Linked DNA regions of Mus musculus: regions 1 and 2 are each linked to region 3. The links are chromatin contacts, called in public promoter capture Hi-C maps. All regions are on one chromosome and are shown on one strand. Each heading gives the region's core, a stretch centred on a gene start, on an enhancer-like site or on the middle of the called end of the contact. The rest is flanking DNA. Distances are from core to core; before and after follow the strand shown. Region 1 holds the start of Dgki (diacylglycerol kinase, iota). Region 2 holds the start of Chrm2 (cholinergic receptor, muscarinic 2, cardiac). Region 3 holds the start of 1700065J11Rik (RIKEN cDNA 1700065J11 gene).

Region 1 (3,103 bases), core at 134-2,633, 2.0 Mb after region 3:
CAAGACTCTGCTTATGGCCTCAACTTTTAAAAATCACCAGTGAGGGTGGTCTCGGCGCCGTCTCTCGTGCCTGGGAATGGGAGAGCAGTGTAAGGAACCTATGAAATCTTCCCTTTGGTTTGGATCCTCACACAATTGGGGCTTCATAAAGCGTAATTGGGTGGACGTTCACCGTACACTGTCCTAGTGTCAAAGACACATCCAGCCTCAGGTGCCAGTGTGATCTCTTCTCACCAGCACTGGGACGGGGGGTGGGGGTGGGGTGGGGGCAGGGGGTTGGGGGGAGGTAAGCCTGGGAGTAGGCTGTCCACACTGAGAGAGGGAGAGAACACACAGGCATGTAACACCAACACCCACTGACATACTTACATACCTACAAGAAGAGACCCATAGCTCACTAGTCTTTAACAGACAAGAACGTCCCATAAGGATTTCTGTTCTGTATGGCTTATTCTTTGCTGCCTGTCAGAACAGATCTCAGCGATCCGGTTAGTGCCCAAGGCTCACCCAGTGAACTCGGCAAGGATGGGGGAGTGTGGAGATGACACTAGCCTAGGGACAACTTTGGCAACTCTTCTAACTGGGCATGTCTGGGTTTGCACCCCATACACTCACAGATGTGGTTTTGATCTTGTTCTGACCTTAGTGTTCTCTTCTGTTACAAGTGCACCCCTCCCTGGGTGTTACAGGGAGAAGAAGCTGGGGCACCCCACTTCTTCTCTTCAACCCAGAATTAGAGGATGAGAACAACATATCCCCAGGAGAGAGAGACAGATAGACAGACATACATAGAAGCAAAACCACGGAGGTACGAAGGTTGAAGAGAGAGAGAGAGAGAGAGAGAGAGAGAGAGAGAGAGAGAGAGAGAGAGAGAGAGACTGAACCCCAACTCTACAGAAGTGCCTCTCTGGAGCTAGAGCAAGTGTCCCCCGCCCTGGGCGGCACCTGTCTCGCTAGCTCCCGCGCCTACCTGTAAGAGACCTGCTTCCGGAAAGTTAAGTCCCTCAGCTTCTCCTCCAGCGCCTCTTCCTTCTCTTTCTGTCCGGCGGCCGCGGGCTCCTCCAAGGCAGCAGCAGCCGCTGCCCCTGCACCCCGCGGGTCCGCGCCGCCCTCGGCGCCCAGGCAGCAGCTCCCGGCGCCGCTTCCGCTGCTGCTGCTGCCACCCGTCGCCCCTCTCTCCTCTCCCGCCGAGGAGCTGGGGTTCATGGCGACCGCTCCGGCGGCCGCGAAAGAAGCCGAGGTGGTGCCGCTGCAGAGGCCGGTCGGGCTGAGGGCGCTGGAGGCGGCGGGAGCGCGGGCAGGTCCGCGCGCCGCTGGCAGGGGCAGCAAATGGCAGCCCCTTCCCGCAGCATCCATCCGCGGCTGCACCGCACCGGGGCATTGTGGGAAACTCCGTGCCTCCACTCCCCCTCCCCAACCAATCAGAGGCCACCTCTCTCCGCCTCCCCTCGGCCTCGCCCGACCAGCCGGCTCCCTCCAATTCTCCCACCCCTTCTCCTTTTTCTAAATCCAGAGCAAAAGCCGGGACTGAACTTGAACTCTGCCTGCAGGCAATGGATCGCAGTGGAGGAGAGAGGGAAAGGGTGGGAGCCGCGGGGCTTAGGACGCTGGGGACAAACACTGGTCATCAAGAAAGGAGAGTGCCCAGGGAAACTTGGAGGCAAGCCGGGTTGCCGCGCCCTGGTTAGCGCACAAGGGAAGCGGACCCGGACCCAGGAGCTACTCAGCACTGATGAGCTGCTGGGCACATCTCAGTCCAGTCCACTGATGACAGATGCCCGAGGCAGCATTTTGTCCGTCACCTTCTTGCAGCATCAGAGCTGGCGCCAAGCAGTAACCTCCAGACGTGGGGGACCTTTGGAGGCCGGGGTGGTGGGGTGTATCTGGAGGAACCTTGGGAGGAATTTTTTAACCATGTGAATTATGGAAGGGGCTAGATTTAAGCTCCCGCTTCTTCTTCTCAAGGAGAGGGTCGGTCGGGACATCTTCACCCATGAACGCCCGCGCCTAGATCCTTGCTTGGTGCCTTCTAAAAGCTTAAAGATGCTCCCTAAACAGCTGTTAATTAGATTGAATCGGATCACAGGATCCTCGGTGAAGCAGAAGGCTGAGAGCAGAAGTGGGGACCCGAGCGCCTCGTGCTGTGGGTTCCTATGCTAAGGGTTCACAAGAAGAGGACAGGAGGAGCTAGCCCAGGAAGGGGCTTCTACCGGTTCAGACACCAAGGCTGAAACCTAATGCGCTGGAGGAATGTAATGTCTGCTCTCTCAGTTTTTTGTTTCTAAGACTATTGAAATCTGTGCGGTTTGAACGATGGGCAACGAAGTGTTTAAGACAGATCATTTTCTAAATTAGATGTTTTTCACCCAGGAAATCTCTGCTGTCAGGAAACGCGAGAAAGATCTATGCTCAACAGTAAGTGCAAGTAACCAAACTACCTATGTAGATGTATGTGCTAGTAAAGATGGCCTTCTTTTGCCCTAAAATTAGGAGGTTGAGCAAAGGAATCTCAAGCCTCGCCCAGCTCTCACGGTGTGCAGTTCCCCTCACATGTACATTATATAAGACAGGGCAGGGACTTTTTCAGGGAGAAAGGGAAAAAGACTACCTGTTGGGGATCAGCACTACACACACACACACACACACACACACACACACACACACATACACACATACACACACATACATGCATACACACACATACATGCATACACACACACATACACACACACACACACACACACACACACACACACACACACACACACACACACACACATCTGGATTTCCCTAACATCTTTCAAGTGACTTTCTTCACACCCAGGCTAGTTAGTGGAGGAGGTTAATCATTCTGGGGCAGTGTACACCCTCTTCAGAGGGGAGCCTCAGCTGCTTTTACAGCAAAATCCACAAACATCTAGATTAAATACCAACAGCCCTGAATTCCTGGATCACCTTCCTCAGTAGCCATACCTTCCCAAACCATTCTGTCATGTCACCGTTCCACTTTTTAAATATTGCTAATGGAGTAGCGCTCTTAGGCTCAAGTTCGCTTTGTCCTTGTGGTCGGTAGTTGATCTCTCGAGGTCGTCCGAGTGCATGG
Region 2 (3,159 bases), core at 304-2,803, 1.1 Mb after region 3:
CATGCACAAGTGCATTCACAAAAACCTCAGGCATGTTATGACAATGTGAATTTCTGAAGGCGTCTTAGAGATAGGAGCAGATAGAATGTTTGTGAACTTACGTTCTGTAGTACCCAACAGAGAAGGGGGGAAAATGAAAATAAGAATCAGCTGCTTACTGACTGAAACCTAGTTCTGGGGTAGATTGAGGGCGATAATGTTCAGAACTGCCTTTCTCAAACAAGACTAAAATGCCTGCGTGGGACTCAGAGGGCAACGACATACCCTTACCATCCTTTACACCAGGATGGCTTTTATCCAGCAAAATTGAATCTGTGTCAGTCCTACTTAGGCATAGCTGTAGGATTTTCATTCACCAATGAATTTATATTAGTGTATAATTTATAGTGTTGATGGTCAGCCTCTCTACAAGAGCTTCATGTGGGTATTTATTCTCAAAGATGAGAAACTCAGAAAGAAAAGGAACCGTGGTTTCATTATTCTGTGTGCTCTTTAACACCCAGCCAAGGACAGGGCAACACGAACTGAGCTGAATTCCATTGAGCATAATAAATAGCAATTTCTCTGTCTCTGCGATCAAAAAAGAGATAGGTCCTGTTCTTTGTTACTTAGTTTAAGGTTCCAATGACTCCTTCTTTAATTCTATTTGGCAATGAAAGCCTCATTCGGTAGCACATATTTATGTCATCAGATACAATATACATCATCAAGAGCAATTGTCCTCAACGACACCTTAGAATAATCACATTATGATATTATCAAATAAGTTCCATACTTTCAAACAATGGGTATAAATCTGGGAAAGAATTTCTCATTAAAATAAATGAAGGCAAAAATTAGTCCATGCTCTGAACACAGGAAGTTCACATCTTTTATTTTCCTCGATAGACAGCAAAATCCCACCTCACCAACACCTCACTAGTACACTCTCTTAACTACTACTCCCCATTAACTGATGGAACACACAGGCATCGACCTGTTTGGGAAGAAAGAAAAAAAAACAGCAAAGACAGATAAATATCTGTTTCTTTCTAATACATTAGTTAGCATCAAAGAAAGAAATAAACAATCTGAACAATTCTCCATGACTATATATTTAGTACAAAGTACATTTATTCTAACATTTCCCCACCTGGAAACACGGGGCATAAGTATCTTCTGCAATCAACAAGCCTTCTTCCCAATGTGCCCTGTCACCTTTGTAGCAACCTGGCACCTGCTGACATGGGACCTAGGGGTGGTGGTGGTGGTGATTGCAAAGGTTGTGGTGTAGAAATTGCAGACCGAGAACTGGGCTCCGGGGTCGGACATGGAGAGATGCAGAAAAGAGCTGAGAGAGAAAGCTGTCATATTTGCACCGAAGAACCGCCAAATCAGAGCGCAGAGAAGATTTCATTGGCGGAGCCCCCTTCAACGGCAACTAATCCTGTCAGAACGAAAGAAAATTGTAAATGCTCTCTCCAGAAACTGTCCGCCCATTGCAGCTAATCGAACACAAACGCACAAATAGAGGCACCACTCTCGCTCTGCTGCTACACACAGCGGGTGAGGGCGAGGAGACCAGTTCCCGGGAGCAGGCACGCGGGGGCACAGACACACTCATTCGCACACACGCACACACGCACACGCCAGCCTGCGGGCTTGGCCAGAGCCCTGAAGTCGCAGATCCCACTTGGAAATCGCCAGAGGCACTGGGAGAAGTGGAGGAGCGCAGCTCCCAGACACTAATTACTACTTCCCCGGCACTAGGGTGAAGAAATGAAGCCCGCCCAGCTCTTCTCCACACCCAGGTCTCCTTTCTGTTTCGGTGTTAACTGTCATCTTCCTGAAAGCCAGGTTTGAAAGTCTTATTTGCCTGTGTTTTGGGGGTGTGATGCTCAAGGCGGCAGACAGATGTAATTTAACTCCAGTCCGAATTGTCTAATTGGGGTCCCAGATTAGCCGAGTGATACGACCCATGTGAAATGCCCCGCAGCCTTCTCTGAGCCTTGGGGTCCGCAGTCTCCCCGCCTCCCTTGCCCCACCCGTCTAAGTGCGGTGGCGACAACTAATCTTTCGCTTTTCTCTCGCAAGATCCAGGGAGAAGGCAAGCGGGCAACCAGCTGAGGACTCCGAGCTGTGCCGCTCGCTCCCAAACCGGTCCAACCTGAGCCCGCCAAAGGCTCCTCGCTCCAGCCAGACTCCACCAGATCGCAGCCCCGGGCGACTAAGTCAGTGACAGGTAAAGACTCTGCTATACCATGGTTCTCTAATTGTCCATATCAAGGGCCCTGGTACCTCGCAGCTCCTCCCCATCACCCGACCCTGGCCGCAGAGGGTCTGGGTTTGCAAGAATTGTTTGGTGGTCCCTGACACGTGCAGGTTTTCCAATGGAAACTTTGGCATCTGGGGCTTGCTGGAGAGGACACGTACCTTGGCGGGTCTGAAAGAAGGAGGGGTTTCAAAGCTGGGGCGGGGGAAACCATTGGGATAGCTAAGTCCAGTGGAATGTGGCAAAAAGCAGCCTGTGAGCGCCGATACTCCAGTATGGCTGTCTTTGAGCTTGGCACCCCCTCACCCTCGCTACCACACTCTGGTCCTCTTCATCCCCCCGCCCCCCAACTCCAGATGCTGCCGTGGGAAAGGCAAGTAGAGCTCAGTCTCTCCTGCCGCTCACCCATCCCCCTTAAGCTCCCCTTATACCCTAGGGTCTGGGCACATTGCATTTAGGGTGGAGGCCCCTCTCGCCACCACTCCACGCTGTCCCCTGACTCCGCCTTGGGAGAGAGCCTTCTGGTGAGGACGACAGGTTTAGTGCTGTTGTTCCCGGACCTTGGCAGGGGAACAAGGTTGGGGAAGGTTTCCAGGAGGAGAGAGAAGGGAGTCCTCTGCAAGCCTATTTTCCTCCGCTGGCGCGCGCAAGGTTGATTGTCCACTGTGGCTGAGGAAAGGGACCCCAGTCCAGAGCTGATGAAGTCTCAGACGCTGCAGGAGCTTGGTCTCCCAACTCATGGTGGGTACTGGACCACTCTGCGGGTCTTAGATAGAGAATAGCGCAAATGACCTTTACTGTTGGCACCTGAGGAGCTAGGCTATCATCTCTAACTTGTGGCTCTGGGAGCGAGTGAGGTGCGGTCCAAACCTGGTTGCAGATAGAAAATACAGAAATTCCACCTGTGC
Region 3 (2,871 bases), core at 206-2,705:
TCTAAAGGATTGTCCAAAGGACCTTGAGAGAATAGGGCTTCCTTGGATGTTTGCTGATTGGCTCTAAAGCTGGGCAACCTCAGCTCTGATTGGCTCTAAAGCTGGGCAACCTCAGCTCTGATTGGCTCTAAAGCTGGGCAACCTCAGCTCTGATTGGTCTAAAGCTGGGCAACCTCAGCTCTGATTGGCTCTAAAGCTGGGCAACCTCAGCTCTGATTGGCTCTAAAGCTGGGCAACCTCAGCTCTGATTGGCTCTAAAGCTGGGCAACCTCAGCTCTGATTGGCTCTAAAGCTGGGCAACCTCATGTTTTGCGATTTTCCTGCTGTTACTCTTCAGACTCTCTCCTTTCAACTTCCTGTTTATACCTCTTGCCTCCTGATACCCTGACCTAAATGGCAGCCAAAAGGCAAGCGGGTTTGGTGACATGGTCCACGGGAGTCAGACATGCCCAAGGGAATAGACCCATTCAGTCTGTAGGTAAAGTGTTGAATGAATGAGCAAAGGAATGTAGAAAGAAGCCACAGGTTTTGAACAGTGGGAATGCCTGTGTCAGCTTCCAGCCTTCTCTTCTGGCTTGGTACCCAGAATCGCGTCTACTGAATCCTCCCTCCCTGTCTACACAGCCAGCACCTTTGGTCTGGATTCTATTTTAAATCCATAAGTGAGGTAATTTGGTTTGACAACAGAAGCACAGATGGAGTCACAGAGTGCTGGCCTCCAAGGCAGACGACGCATCCATTCATCCCGCTAGGACTGCCATCATCAGTGACTCAGTGATACGTGTAGTCTTGTGTCAGGCCAGGCCAGGCCAGAATGTCCTCCTGCAATGTCCATGTGCGCAGAGTATTCTCTGCCAGGCGCAAGAATCCTTTGGGCAATTCAGCTTCCATGTGTCTGTGAGGCCGGAAGCTCTGCTTGCCAGAGCAGCGTGTCAGTGGAGAAAGGGTTAGGCCCGCTAATGGCGGCACTGACTGAACATGACGGACCGGATCTCTGCCAACTTTGTGGGGTTCACACAGTGCACTTTGGGATCTGTTCCTTATACTCCAAACTGTAAAGAAGAACCGAGGAGAACTCTTGCTTCCATAAAAAATGTGCAAGCTACGGTTCCTTAAAGAACTGTGACTTAGAAAGCAGAAAATATAGCTTAGAAAGCAAATGAAAGTCCCCTGTGTAGTCATGGCTCAGCTTAGATGAGCAGCTATTAAATGTGAGCAAATGTGAAACTGTCATTGTGTTCGTTCACTGAGGTGCTTGTTGTAGTAATTAGCCTACCCAGACTGATAGATTCTGTGTGTGTGTGTCCATCTGTCTGTCTGCGTGTCTGTCTGTCTGTCTTAGATCCTTAGAGGTTAGAGAAGTGGAAGGTGGGGGTTGGTATGGTACCAGAAGGAATATTCTAGAATGGAATGTTGCCTGGAGAGGGTATCTTATTTGCTCACTGGTTACATTGCATAGAAGGAGAAGACGTGGAGCCTTATGGAGGGAGTGGTTAGTATTTTCCTTATCTTCTCCCCTAGAGTCTGGCCTTGAAGGGATTTGAAGGATAGGCATGCACATTTGCTCTGGCTTAGTAAGTAGATGGTCAGCCATGTTCAGGCCCAGTGGGTAGCAGTCTGGGAACAGAAGGGAGCCCAGGGAGGAGTTGGACTCTCCTGCTCCCAGCAGGCTTGGGAGAGGGTGAGTTATGTAAGGAATTTCCTGCTTTGAATCACGATGCCAATAACCACAGCTCAGCAGGTTCGTCTCCTGGCCACTGTCCGTGATTTTCCAAAAACACCTCTGAAAACATTCACATTTGTCCTTAACAGCCCTGGACCAGTTCGTTAGCGAATCTGATTTGGGGTAAGAAACTTACAATGGATTTATTTTCATCCACAATCAAAATGGAAGGGAATCTTCCTTTTCTCCCTTTTGAATTTGGAAACTCTGGGGAGGAATTTTTCCAGTAAGAACAAGAGGTGGGCGGGGGTCGGGAGAGGTCAGAAAAACACTTGAGAGCCCTGGCAGGTATGGGCTGATGTGGGATGGCACTGTCTGGCTGTTTACACAATGTTGTGGCTTTTATGTGCTGAGGATGAGCCCAGCCTAGGGAAAGGACAGTTCCAGACCAGGACTAGCTCTGCCTGCTATTGGGCTGGGAGCCTTGAGTTCAGGGGCTTCCACCAGCTCCTTAGCATCCCAGGGAACCATTTCCTCCCAGACCTTAGTAAAGCCAGGTGGGTGGCATGCCACCTTGAATCCAGAGGTGCACTGGATGGACTGTGGTCCCCAGAAGACATGTGTGGGGTGATGTTTAGGGGAAAATAGTTTCTAAAGCAGGATACAGGGACCTGAGTGCCTTGAGCAAAAGCTCTTTAGCAGCCTCCTCGACATCTCTTTGTTCTCTATTCTTTTCTCCTGAGCCCACAAAAGAGAGATCAGTAGAGAGCAGGGACTAGCTTCCACAGGAGAGGAGTGGAGGAGGAGAAAGATCAAGGGTGAGCCCAGAGGGACTGGGGCAGAACTGGTGCCTCCAGCATCCTGTACAAGGTGTTTTGATTGCAGTCTGCCGACCTCACCTTAGGAGATATATTAGGTATTTTTTCCCCAGCTGTGACCAAATACCCAACAAGAAGCAACTTAAAGAAGGAAGGTCTTGGTTTGGTTTATTATGGCCAGGAAGGCATGATGGCAGGGGGTGTGGCTGGTCACAGGCACTGACAATCAAGAAGCAGAGAGATGAATATTGGCCTCATTAGTTGTTTTCCTTTTTAGATTTATTTATTTATATGTGTGAGTGTTTTCCTGCACTCACGCACACACACAGCACATGCCACGTTAGTGCCTGGTATCCAGGAAGGCCATCAGATCCTTTGGAACTGGAGTTG

Evidence for each region. Promoter capture Hi-C pulls out the DNA fragments that hold promoters and counts their contacts.
Region 1: a contact with region 3 is called in a promoter capture Hi-C map of embryonic stem cells, with 5 times the contacts expected there. The contact joins the promoter of Dgki here to the promoter of 1700065J11Rik in region 3. A contact is called at or near these places in 5 of 39 promoter capture datasets (the 3T3-L1 cell line, cranial neural crest, embryonic stem cells and 2 more).
Region 2: a contact with region 3 is called in a promoter capture Hi-C map of liver, with 4 times the contacts expected there. The contact joins the promoter of Chrm2 here to the promoter of 1700065J11Rik in region 3. A contact is called at or near these places in 9 of 39 promoter capture datasets (cranial neural crest, embryonic stem cells, frontonasal cranial neural crest and 5 more) and 1 of 115 datasets of contacts at active chromatin or transcription factors (differentiating embryonic stem cells).

What each region holds. Positions count from the first base shown.
Region 1 is chr6:37,298,593-37,301,695 of GRCm38.p6, forward strand. It overlaps Dgki (diacylglycerol kinase, iota), which reads right to left and starts at 1,384. Exons shown (of 34, transcript NM_001081206.2): 1 at 971-1,384. The coding sequence starts at 1,356.
Region 2 is chr6:36,386,531-36,389,689 of GRCm38.p6, forward strand. Chrm2 (cholinergic receptor, muscarinic 2, cardiac) reads left to right here and starts at 1,554. Exons shown (of 3, transcript NM_203491.3): 1 at 1,554-1,836; 2 at 2,074-2,221. It overlaps 9330158H04Rik (RIKEN cDNA 9330158H04 gene), which reads right to left and starts at 1,704. Exons shown (of 6, transcript NR_015589.1): 1 at 1,626-1,704; 2 at 1,133-1,426.
Region 3 is chr6:35,329,391-35,332,261 of GRCm38.p6, forward strand. It overlaps 1700065J11Rik (RIKEN cDNA 1700065J11 gene), which reads left to right and starts at 1,456. Exons shown (of 3, transcript NR_040526.1): 1 at 1,456-1,492.